2 separate regions of the Zea mays genome follow, and region 2 is linked to region 1. A link is a contact called in public Hi-C data. All regions are on one chromosome and are shown on one strand. Each heading gives the region's core, a stretch centred on a gene start, on an enhancer-like site or on the middle of the called end of the contact. The rest is flanking DNA. Distances are from core to core; before and after follow the strand shown. Region 1 holds the start of LOC100283326 (splicing factor, arginine/serine-rich 7). Region 2 holds the start of LOC100192497.

The links. A called contact is a pair of places that touch in the nucleus more often than the background predicts.
Region 2: a contact with region 1 is called in a Hi-C map of leaf, with 8 times the contacts expected there. The contact joins the promoter of LOC100192497 here to the promoter of LOC100283326 in region 1. A contact is called at or near these places in 10 of 25 Hi-C or Micro-C datasets (bundle sheath, ear, endosperm and 2 more) and 2 of 3 datasets of contacts at active chromatin or transcription factors (leaf and seedling).

What each region holds. Positions count from the first base shown.
Region 1 is chr7:175,307,523-175,313,319 of Zm-B73-REFERENCE-NAM-5.0, forward strand. LOC100283326 (splicing factor, arginine/serine-rich 7) reads right to left here and starts at 2,882. Exons shown (of 4, transcript NM_001361260.1): 1 at 2,156-2,882. The coding sequence starts at 2,758. The coding sequence ends at 2,168.
Region 2 is chr7:175,478,142-175,483,938 of Zm-B73-REFERENCE-NAM-5.0, forward strand. LOC100192497 reads left to right here and starts at 3,666. Exons shown (of 9, transcript NM_001155771.2): 1 at 3,666-4,121; 2 at 5,751-5,797. The coding sequence starts at 4,002.

The sequences.
Region 1 (5,797 bases), core at 1,632-4,131:
AGTTGATCAAATGTCGACCCCTCCTGTCTGTCCATCCATCTGACATGAGGGTGCAACCATATTGACTCCATGCATCCTCATGCTTCTTCTCACTGTATATCTCTTTGACAGCCTTCGCGAGCAAAGGTTCTCGTAGCTCATGGAAACTAGGGGGTTTGAACCCCGTACCATACTGTGCAATGGCCTCTACAGCTACCTCAAATTGTCTTGAGTTGGCAGCATTGAAGGGTATGCCACAATCATAGAAAAACTTGGCTATCTCCATACAAACAGCTTCTCTTTCTTCTTTGGGCTTCATTGCAGCATTGATGGTTCTCTGAGTTGTCCCCTTGGCATACCTTTCCGCGACAACCTCTTGGGGTGTACGTCGGAGCAAACTTGTAATGGGCTTTTTTGTTGCCCCAACGGTTGATGCCTTGCTTGATAATTCCTTTCTTTTGTCGGTTGTTCCAGTGCTGCTGCCTCCTCTTGATGATGACCCAATTACTTCCACAACATCATCATCTTCATTCTCATGTGATTCAACTTCATCAAAGTATTGTCCCTTTGGTCTATCCTTTTTTCCTTCATCCAAAGCCGCCTTTAACTCTCTAGCAATTGCAGTTGTGGTATTGGGACACTTGAGGATATCTTTGTATCCGCCCACAAGATGTTTCTTCACCCTCAGAATTCCTCCTTTCATTTGCCTCGGGCAAAGGGCGCATTGGATCAACTCTCGCTTGCCAGGCTCTACATAATAGGCATACTTCCAGCCTGGATCATCAAATTTGGGTTTCCTTTTTGGATCTTTCAGTGGATCATATCCATCACTTCGTATTTGAGAGCCAGCTGCAGATGCTTCCGTGCTAAAATCAGTCATTTCTCCTCCAATCTATTCTGCAATAATGGAATGCATATGTTCAGATGACAGCACCTCACCTCAATCCTTCTTCCTTCAGCAAATTAAGATGGTAGATTTGGATTAATCAGGCTGAACAGCTAGAGGACGGTCTCTGCCATTACTCACCAGTCACCAGTAAAGCAAAGCTAGAGGCAGGGCTGTCTCTGTAGTGGCCAGCAGACAGCGGGAGCGGCCTGGAGTGCGGCCTGGAGCTGCTGGCGGCTGAGCGGCGGCCTGGCGCGGCTGAGCGGCGGCCTGGAGCGGCGGAGGAGCGGCGGCGGCTTGGAGCGGCGGCCTGGAGGAGGCTGCACGGGGGAGGAGCGGCGGCCTGGAGCAGAACGGCGGCTGGAGCAGAGCGACGACCTGGAGTGTCGCGGCCAGGAGCGGAGCAACGGCCTGGACTTGAGCGCGGCTCTGGTGAAATTGGGTTGGGCCGCCGTTAAACGCTCGAAACGTGGCGTTTCACGCTGTACAACGTTTAAACGCCAAAACGTGACGTTTAAACGTCGTTAAACGACGTTTTACGAAGAATCGTAAAACGTTTCACCGTTTCGGTTTCTTCCAGCGTTTTATAGTTTAAACGATGTTTAAACGTCGTTTTAATAAGCATGCATGTCTCTACTGCAAAATTGTACTTTGTTGTTTCTATAGGATTTCTAATATCTTTTATTTAAAACAGTAGAGACTAGAGACCAAAGATGTAAAAGACAGTGTGCCTATTGGCTATTGCTGAACCATTCGTACCAGCTAGAAGTGAAGATCTAAAGTATTGATGATTAGACATATTGTAGGAGATAAGCTCTAATGCTTTTGTTGTTGGCCTCTTAGTATGTGCAGTTCTAGCTAATTATGTGTTTGCTGAGCTCAACATGTCTTCTGTATGATCAAGGTCAGTATTAGTAAGCTCTAACGCTTCTGTATGATTATTAATGTTGATTTGTCACATTGTCACTTAACATGAAAGTATGGATGACGATTTATAAAAATGACTTCTTCTGGATTTTTAAATTTGAGTCCTATTAACCTGACCAAGTGTGGATATTTTTTTTCATAATCTATAAGTATGGCTAAGTGCTTCTTGCTTGTGTTGTTGTCATTTGAACAGATAGATTTTCTATGTTTATGTATGGATTGTACTGCTATGATAACCCATATCCGGTCATCACTTTATTCTTTGTTAACCCATACAGAGTTGCAACAACTATCCAATGAAATGTTAACCTAAATAAGCTTGAGTTCTTAGCTATCAACATAGAGATAGGGAGAGATTCAGACCTTTTCCCATCCTTAGCGGTTGCGCTCAGGCGGCAGAGGGCGGTTGAATCCGCCGCGGCGGTTCATGTACTGGCGCGGCTGGCGCTTGGTGACGGCACGCACCCCGCTGACGTCGGCGTCGGGCACGTGCTTCCCCTTGGTGGAGTCGAAACCGACGGGAATGCCCATCATCTTCATCATCTCCAGTTCCTCCGCATTCACGTCGCCGTCACCCACCGCAGCGGCCGCGGCCGCGATGTCCCCTCCGCCGGGTGTCGCGTGAGAGTCGGCAGCCTTCTTTTCCTCCTTATGGTGATGGTCCGCGGAGGCAGGGGACGCCTCGCGGCGGCGCTTGTGGCGGCCGGCGTCGGGAGAGGGGGAAGGACGGCCTCGGTGCGAATGAGAGTGGCGGCGGTGGGAGCGGTCCCGATCCGCCGACGGGGACCGGGAGCGGGAGCGCTTCCGCTCGCGCTCGCGGCGGTGGTCTCGCTCGCGATCTCTGTCCCTGTCCCGGTCCCGGTCGCGGTCTCGGTCGCGATGACGGTCGATGTCGCGGTCTCGGTCGCGATGACGGTCGATGTCGCGGTCGCGGGGCTTCTCCTTGTCGCGGCGGCGGTCGGACATTCCGCCGCCGAGGAGGGGGAGGAGAGGAGGTAGGGTTTGCTAGTTTTTCGGTGCTTTTCTTTTTCTCTTTTTTGGTGTATACTAGAATACGCCGCCAAAAGCTGTGGAGTCCCGATCCGAAACCACCCCACTACCATTCCATGTTATTTGCTCCAGTCCTAACGGTAGTAATCGTGTTGGGCCGGCAAAATGAATGGGCATGGGCCTGCTCCTAATCCTCGCGGAGTTATAACATAGCATACAAGGAGGGATAAAACAGACGGTCATATTTTCTATAACTAGTCAGTTGCCCGTGCGTTACGACGGCTTACAACAATACCCACGTAAACTATCCATCAAAAAAATTCAAGATTTCTTATTGATTATCTCCGCTCTCTGTATAATATATTTTTGATATGGCTAACTGATGTTATTGTTTACTCCATGCAAATATGTCTTGGTACAACACGATCAATGAAGTGAGTGATTAGAAGAGAGTTCACAACGATTGACTGGATGAACATATATTATAAAATGACATAATTCCATCATACAGAGACCAAATAAGGGAAAGTTTGTGCGATCAAGTTTCTAAAATAAGTCCCATGAAGTCAAACTTATAAAAAAAGATATATCAAATTATAGAGTGGTTGCTAAAGTCAGGCATCAATAAAAACTGGATGCGCTCCATATAAATTATGCTACTTCGTAGCAATTTAGTAACGTTTAAAACCAACAAATAACCTTTCATTTTGCTGTTAGTGTGACAAATCATTGCTGCTCCATCCAATTCAGTAACCTCAAACACCATGTAGTACATTGCGCCAATATGGTCTCAGAAACGACCTAATGCTTGCAAGAGCCAAGAACGTCGTGTCGTGCTTGGGCTGTAGCCTCGACCCGTAGTGCTGGCCCGGCGCGACACGATTATTTTTTTATTTTACAAAAAAACGTATATACCTATATACAATTTATATCCAATATTAAAAACATCTTAGCGTGATGTTCTACTGGTTAGACAGTTTCATCCAGTGTCTCCCGTCCTTTCATCAGGGCATGAGTTCGAAACCCACCTCCTGCATCGTTTTTTAACAATTTACGTTGATTTAATTAAATGGATCAACGGGCTAATGGGCTGGCCCGACACAGTTAGTAGGCCGACATGACGTGCATGTGCCATAGTTGTGGCCCGCGTGCATCTAGCTCGTGTCGGACATCGTTACGCTGATTTAATTAAATGGATCGACGGGCTAACGGGCTGGCCCGACATAGTTAGCAGGCCGGCATGACGTGCATGTACCATAGTTGTGGCCCGCATGCATCTAGCCCGTGTCGGGCGTTGTTACACTGATTTAATTAAATGGATCGACGGGCTAACGGGCTGGCCCGACATAGTTAGCAGGCCGGCATGACGTGTTTGTGCCATAGTTGTGTCCCGCCTGCATCTAGCCCGTGTCGGGCGTTGGCATTTATAGACGTGCAGCAGATTAATTTGAAATAGCTGTGAGGGGTTATTTGTAAAAAAAATGACGCATGACGACCGTTGAAACTGATGCTTTAAGTATAGTATAGATGTTTGATAAGAGTCACACGAGGATAGAGTAAACATCGGAACAAGTTTTAGTGACGGTGTGGTTCCAAAAAATCATGGGGATGTTGTGTCGGTGTCGCATCGACGGTCATGGACGCGTGCTTCCGTTTAGGGCGTTGAACGCCGGGTCCTCTCTCAATAGGCCACGTCGACGATGCGGGTTGCGATTCGTTGCCTGCACGTGAACGCAAACCACACAAGTTCTCTTGTTCTCCATAAAGAAAAATGTAGTCCGGTCATGTCTGCAGTAGCTGCTGCCCAAGGCCCATACTCGTGTCGTGCTCTCATGCGGTTGTCGAGCCTCTCTCGCGGTGGTGGCCGCTGATGTCGGCTCACTCGTGCTGTCTGGCCAGGCCGTCGTGTCCGCCATGCCTCGACAGCCGACGGCCTCGCCATCCCCTGCAGCCGAAGGTCGCTGTCGTGTCAACACGTCGCTCCATACGCTAGACTAAATAAAAAGGTCCAGTCAAGTACGTGTGGGTCCCATCGTTCATCAAAGCATACACCTTGTCTTGTCTATTTCCCTTGGAAAAACAAATCACTGTGTCATCCGCTCTATTTTCCTTGGTTGATTGGTTTTCGCCCTCTCTTTCGGACTCGGATTTATTTCTAACGCTAACCCCGTCTTGTAGTTGTGCTTAAAGTTTGTAAATTTTAAATTTGCCTATTCACTCCCCCTCTAGGCGACTTTCAATTGGTATCAAAGCCCTGTACTTCATTAGAGTCTAACCACTCGAAGTGATGTCGGGAGCATCCGCCAAGAGAGAGATGGAAACGGACACAAGCCGCGGGAAGGCTCCATCAAAGGAGTCTGACGCCAAAGGTAGGGAGGAATCACCTCCCCGCGTCAAGTCGCATTGGAATGGCGACAAGAAGAAAAAGATGAAGAAAGTGGTCTACTACGAGATCGATTCTTCGTCGTCCTCCACCTCCGGCTCCGACGCACCATTCGTCACTTCTAAGCGCCAAGAGCGCAAAAAGTTTAGTAAGATCCCCTACGCTATCCTCGTATTTCCAAACACACTCATTTACTTTCCGTCCCATTAGGCAAACCACCGGTTTTTTACGGTGAAGATTATTGTATGTGGAGTGATAAAATGAGGCACCATCTAACCTCACTCCACACTAGCATTTGGGACATTGTTGAGTTTGGAGCGCACGTACCATCCGTGGGGGATAAAGGCTACGACTCGGATGAAGTCGCCCAAATCCGGCACTTTGATTCCCAAGCCACTACTATACTCCTCGCCTCTCTATGTCGAGAGGAGTATAATAAGGTGCAAGGGTTGAAGAGTGCCAAAGAGATTTGGGACGTGCCAAAGACCGCACACAAAGGACATGAGGTGACCAAGATCACCAAGAGGGAGACGATCGAGGGGGAGCTCGGTCGGTTCATCCTCAACCAAGGAGAGGAGCCACAAGCAATGTACAACCGGCTCAAGACCTTGGTCAACCAAGTGCGCAACCTC
Region 2 (5,797 bases), core at 2,416-4,915, 170 kb after region 1:
AGGCCTCGGGCGAACCGGAGATGTGTCCGCCGTTAAAGGGGGGCCTCGGGCGAGACGGAAGTCCCTCGAGGTCGGCTGCCCTTGTCCGAGGCTAGGCTCGGGCGAAGCGTGATCGAGTCACTCGTATGGACTGATTCCTGACTTAATCGCACCCATCAGGCCTTTGCAGCTTTATGCTGATGGGGTTACCAGCTGAGAATTAGGCGTCTTGAGGGTACCCCTAATTATGGTCCCCGACAAGTAGCTTCCAGGCTAAATCAAGATTAAGCTCTGTTAAATAGCTTTTTTTTTACTTAGAAGTAATTATGTACTACTAACTAAGTAAAATGATTATCTAAACTGAACAAAGAGCTAGGAGCTAGAAAAAAGAGAGCGCTAGCTTCTTCGGTTTCACCACTGTACATGTAATCCATCCTGGAGAATCGCTATCGCTTCTATCTAAAAAATCAACTTACTACGGAAGATCTGTAGCAACAGGCTCTTACTTTTGCCTCTCGGCAAGCACACAAGAAACAAAAACACTAATCCAAGAAGAAGAAAAAAAAGTCTGCGTCCGGAACGGCATTCCGCTGACGTTTTGGGTTTCCACTTCAAGTAATCCACTGAATTTCTTATCCGCGTCTGACCCACTTGTTTATTGGTTTTATCGACGGTTTGGTGCCAGGCACGCTGTTCTCGAGGCAGCTTTCGCCATCCGCCGATGAGGATAAAAGTTCCAGCAATGCCTGTCCAGAAGCTTCTCCTTCGGAACAGGCTCAGCCGGAAGTTTCCAGTCCTGGTAATTTTAATTTTTAATGGAACGCTCCGTCAGAAAGTAAAGAAGCCCGCCATGCTGTTGGAATTCCTGCAGTTCCATTTCCCGGTGAGCAATGTACTGAACATGTTATTAGTTAATCTATTAGATTCCGATTCGATCCACTTCTTCTAAACTTTAAAGCACTTCAGTTTGTTTTGAGCTCTAAAACTTCAATACGATATTTGCTAAAGTACACTGTGTATGTTTTCAAATTTGATGGGCCACCTTGTGTAGATTTTCAGGTTTGAGACCTACATTATTTGAACTGAATCAGTTCGAAGTTCGAACTACCTACTAAAAGCTGATTTGTTCTACACTTGGGCACCATCCTGGTGTAGAATCCCAATTCCCAACCAACCAACCAACCAACCACAGACCTTAAAATAGCAGGGTTGTGGCGTTGGCGCCATACCACCTCAGCAGAGCGAATCTTTTTCCTGCTCATACGTGAGGGCGCGGTTACCTCCATCTTTCCCTTTATGGCTCGGGTGATGCCATATGGACATTCCAAAATTCTTTATGTTCACCGGATCTGGCCCGATTTGGTCCACAGGCTCTTCAGTTTTTTATTCCTTATTTCTCGACAAAAAAAAAGTTTAGACAGAGAGAAGAGTATCTTTGACAATATTTTCCTGAGAAGGGTTGGGTGAACATGTCAGGAGGATTCATTCATGGCCTAGCTCGCAGGTTTGTGGTGAGAAAAAATGCGACATAAACCTATCAGACGGAGACATCTACCTCCGCGCACAGCGTTTTCAGTGATCAGCTCGGACAACAACTCTTTTTTGTCGCGGATTAGCTGTCTTCTCCGTATCTTCTTCAACAGTGTTCTTTATATTTCGTTCTCTATATCTAAATATCTATAATAGAGACATATTTTACTTTTAATTTTTGTACGTACATATTTGTTGTGCTCTTAAATATATTGTACATATTTTACTTTTGCTAAATCTGGTGTTTTAAATATTAAAATAGATAGAGGAGATGAAATATAAACCCTGTATATATATAGAGGATCTAGCAGCGTCTTTTATATTTAGAGTATTGTTTAGAGGACGTTGCATGAGACGTAAAGGGATATAATCTTCTTCAAAGTTTAGATGAAATATCTAGTAGATGATGCTTTAGAGGACCTGCTAAGGCCGTGTTTTATAGGTCGATATTTAAGCCAGACCAGTAACCAAGTCAACCGGGATCGAGTGGAACATAGATTGTTACTCGTTCTTGGTCATCAGCCTATTTTCCGATCAGGAACCAATCGAGGAGACAAACCACAGACTCGTCCGAGAATTGAAGGAAGGGAGTTGAAATCAGGTGGGATTATTTTCGGCAACTTAAAACGAACACCTCTAACAACCCTGTTTGGCACAACTTAATTTTAACTTCTTCACGTATTTAAGCAGAAGTATGCCAAACATAATACTTTTACAATAACTTATCAGTTTAGCTGCTTTTCAGAATGGACTAAAACAGTCAATAACTGCTTGTCATCAGCTTCTCACATAAGCTGTTTTTTCAACAAACAGCAGCTGTCCAAATAGGGTCAGCATACTAGACCAGTTTCTAACCTAGACTGATTTATTCCACATGGAGCTAGGGCCGGAATAGACCAAACCGGCTAAACCAAACACAACCTAAGACTATCTTCAGCTGTCCCCTCTCCCCTACCCCTTCCCTATATAGCAGCTACAACGTCACACTCTAAATCCACCTCTACCGCCACAGTGCTAAGGCTGTCCGCAGCGCATGTCGCGCCGTGCCCCCTCCCCTTGCACTTTATATGTGTAGGGGTCTCTACGCGCGCAGCGGCGGCCTACAAATGCCCCCCTACGCGTTGCAGCGCAAGGGAGGCCGCGCCGCTCCCCTAGATCAAGGGGAACACTGTAGCACCCCTTGCACAGTGCTTTCCTATTTAATAGTTGAAAAATAGTAATAAAGATGAATATGATTAGATAATAATATTTTATAGTTGTAGTAGGGTATAGGGGATAATATAGGGTAACCGTTGTGGGAGATAAAAAAGGTAAGGGATGAAATGTTAATGATGTGACGCAGAAAAGTGATATAGGGGGGAAAATTTAGAGGTCACTGCTGCGAACAGTCTAACGGATGCTATAACACTCGCCTAGATGTGGGGGTGGCAGCTGACACCCCTTGCCTAGATTTTAGTACACACGTGTCTGTTAGTTATGGAAAAAATGGTAATGAATGATGAATAAGTACGAGAAATGATATTTATAGGAAATGATATTTGTTAGAGTGAACTGATATGGAGGATAAAACTATAAAAAGAGAGATCACTGACGTGATACATAAGTGTGATATAAAAGTAAAAATGTAGAGTGAACCGTTGAACTCAGTCTAAAGCTGAGTCGATTAGGCGACGAATCACCAAACTGCAGAAAACGGAGGATTCCATGTCTAGTAGGAGGCTGACCGGAGAACCAAGAGGGATAGTTCCCAGATTTTTGCCATGGCCCACACGATTCGGCAATTCCGAGTTCCTCGTGGTATTTCCAAGCTGAACCTCAGGTTCAGCAGCAGACCAGCAGTAAGCAGCAGGTGTCATGTCATGCACTGACACTGCTCTTCATTGTGTGAAAGCACGAAACCTCAATCATCATCGTTAATCAACGAGGAAAAGACTGGAGAAGCGATGGAAGGGAGCGGCCACCAAACCGGTTCAAAAATTCCAGTTTCTTCTTCTCTTTTCTTCCCGGTGATAATCTCCATTTTCTTTTGTCCATTACCAGCGGCGACCACTTCCGGAGCGAGAGAGCCCACACCGCCACACGACTGCACCACCATCAGCACGGTCCACGGCGGCGGATGACGGTATACCCATACACTGGAGTATGTCTACATGGCTACGTCTCTATCCTCCCACTTCGACCCGGCCGGCCCTATCAAAAGCTGGCCCCTTCCACAGCGCACTCCCTCACCTTCCTCCACGGCTCCACCATCCCCTCTCCCCTGCCCTGCCCCCACCGCCCCGCTTCCTTCCGCCTTGCTCCGTTGCTTCCTCCCACCACAGTCCACTCCACTCGCCGGCCCTGCAGCTCAGTATTTGACTGAGACTGGTGGTGGAGCTGCTAGCAGCGAGCCTGCTACTTCCTGGTCCTGACGGTGCGTTCAGACCTCAGACCAGTGCCGACGACGAGCTGTGAGGAGAGGGCAAGGAAACAAGCCTGTGAGGAAGGCGGCGATGGAGAGGTACGAGGTGATCAAGGACATAGGATCGGGCAACTTCGGGGTGGCCAAGCTGGTCCGGGACGTCAGGACCAAGGAGCTCTTCGCCGTCAAGTTCATCGAGCGGGGGATGAAGGTGCGTCCGGCCTTTGAATCTGTTCTCCCCCTTCCCTACGGGATCCCTTCTCGCGTGGAAAAGGTTCGATCTTGGAGTGCGTTCGATCGGTTAATGCGAATTATGGCAGGTGTGTTTTTCATCGGGTTGTTGGTTCTGGTCCTCCACTCCTCCCTAGTCCTAGGTTTGTCTTGTTCTCCTGATGCATAACAAGAACCCCATTATTGGGGTTGTTTACTTGGTAGTAGTTGACTGCTTTGGATTGTTGATTCTACGTACTAGCTATCTATCTGCTTTGCTCGTTCTTCATATAGCTGGATCAAGAGATGGCATGAACGCTGCGCTGCGCTAGTATTCCCCATGCCCTGGCCGATCTACTCTGTTTTTCCGTCTAAACCTCTCTAAAATGTCTGAATCTCCATAAATGGGACTTGAATTTTGACTAGCTCCATAGTTCACATCACTCAAGTGTTTCTGCTAGTAGTGGATCCACAACTCTTTGCTTGCTTGGCTCTGAGTCACACCTGACCGATCAATGCAGGTGTCACTTTGCTTTTAACTGTTTACATATAAAGAGTCGAGTTTCGCACGTGGCCACCTGGGTCCTGATTAATCTACCCATATAGCTACGTTGGGTTTAGATGCTTAGGCATTCTTGTAAATTGTTTTCTTAAAATTTGTTTTGTTTATCAAGATTTAGCTTCAGTTGGGGAAATTTGTTTTTTTATAAAAGAATAAGGAATCTCCTTCCTTAAACCACATGAGTATGTCTGCTCTTTATAAAAGAGTAAGGGATCACTTCCAAATTATGTGCCCGTATTGCAGATAAACCCCAACCTTAATGAATGTCCTGTACAATTTAATCTCTTTGTCATGTTTATTAGGTACTCATCGAGCATAACCCCTTTTTCCTCGTTATAAGCTGGTAATTTGTAATTGGAATCCCTATATAACCATTCAATACCAACATATTCTTTTATATCGACACATCACCAACTTATTCATAAATGAAAGATCAAGTTTCTCAAGACGGATAATATAACCTTTGGTAATGCCATTTAAAAAGTAAACCGACTGGGTTTCTACATTTATAGATACCAATCATTTCCACTCCATCATCAACCCATTCATTGAACCATAAATATCCCTGTGATGCTTCCATAAAAAACATTCTATTATTTTTCTGGGGAGCTGGTGAAGTTGGACCAGTCTAGAGATAGCAAGAACCTGCCATGGTAGGTAAACATGCTTTACTATAACTATAAATAATTCAAATAGTCGTATCTGTTATTGTTAGCATCGAGTATTATTAGTTCATGAATTCAATCGTTGAAAGCTTGTAAGATCGCCGATAGCACAAGTTTTACCATGGGTTCAGTTGATTCCACACCTCAATTTTGCGTCAAAGACTAGGTTCAGCTTAATTTCAGCTTCCCATATTGTCTTGACATCTGCAGTTAATGGTATTTTTATTGTAGTAGTGCAGCTGGTAATGATGAGTTGGATTTTAAGTATCTGGGTTAGATTTGCCGTGCGGTTGTTTGTGTTTTCTTGGAGTTGAACACATATTTTTACAACATTTGTTTACCTATAAATGTTATTCTGCTTGCCGCATGAGTTAATTCCTAAAATCTTTCCTTCTGTTTCCAGATTGATGAGAATGTCCAAAGGGAGATCATGAACCACAGGTCACTGAG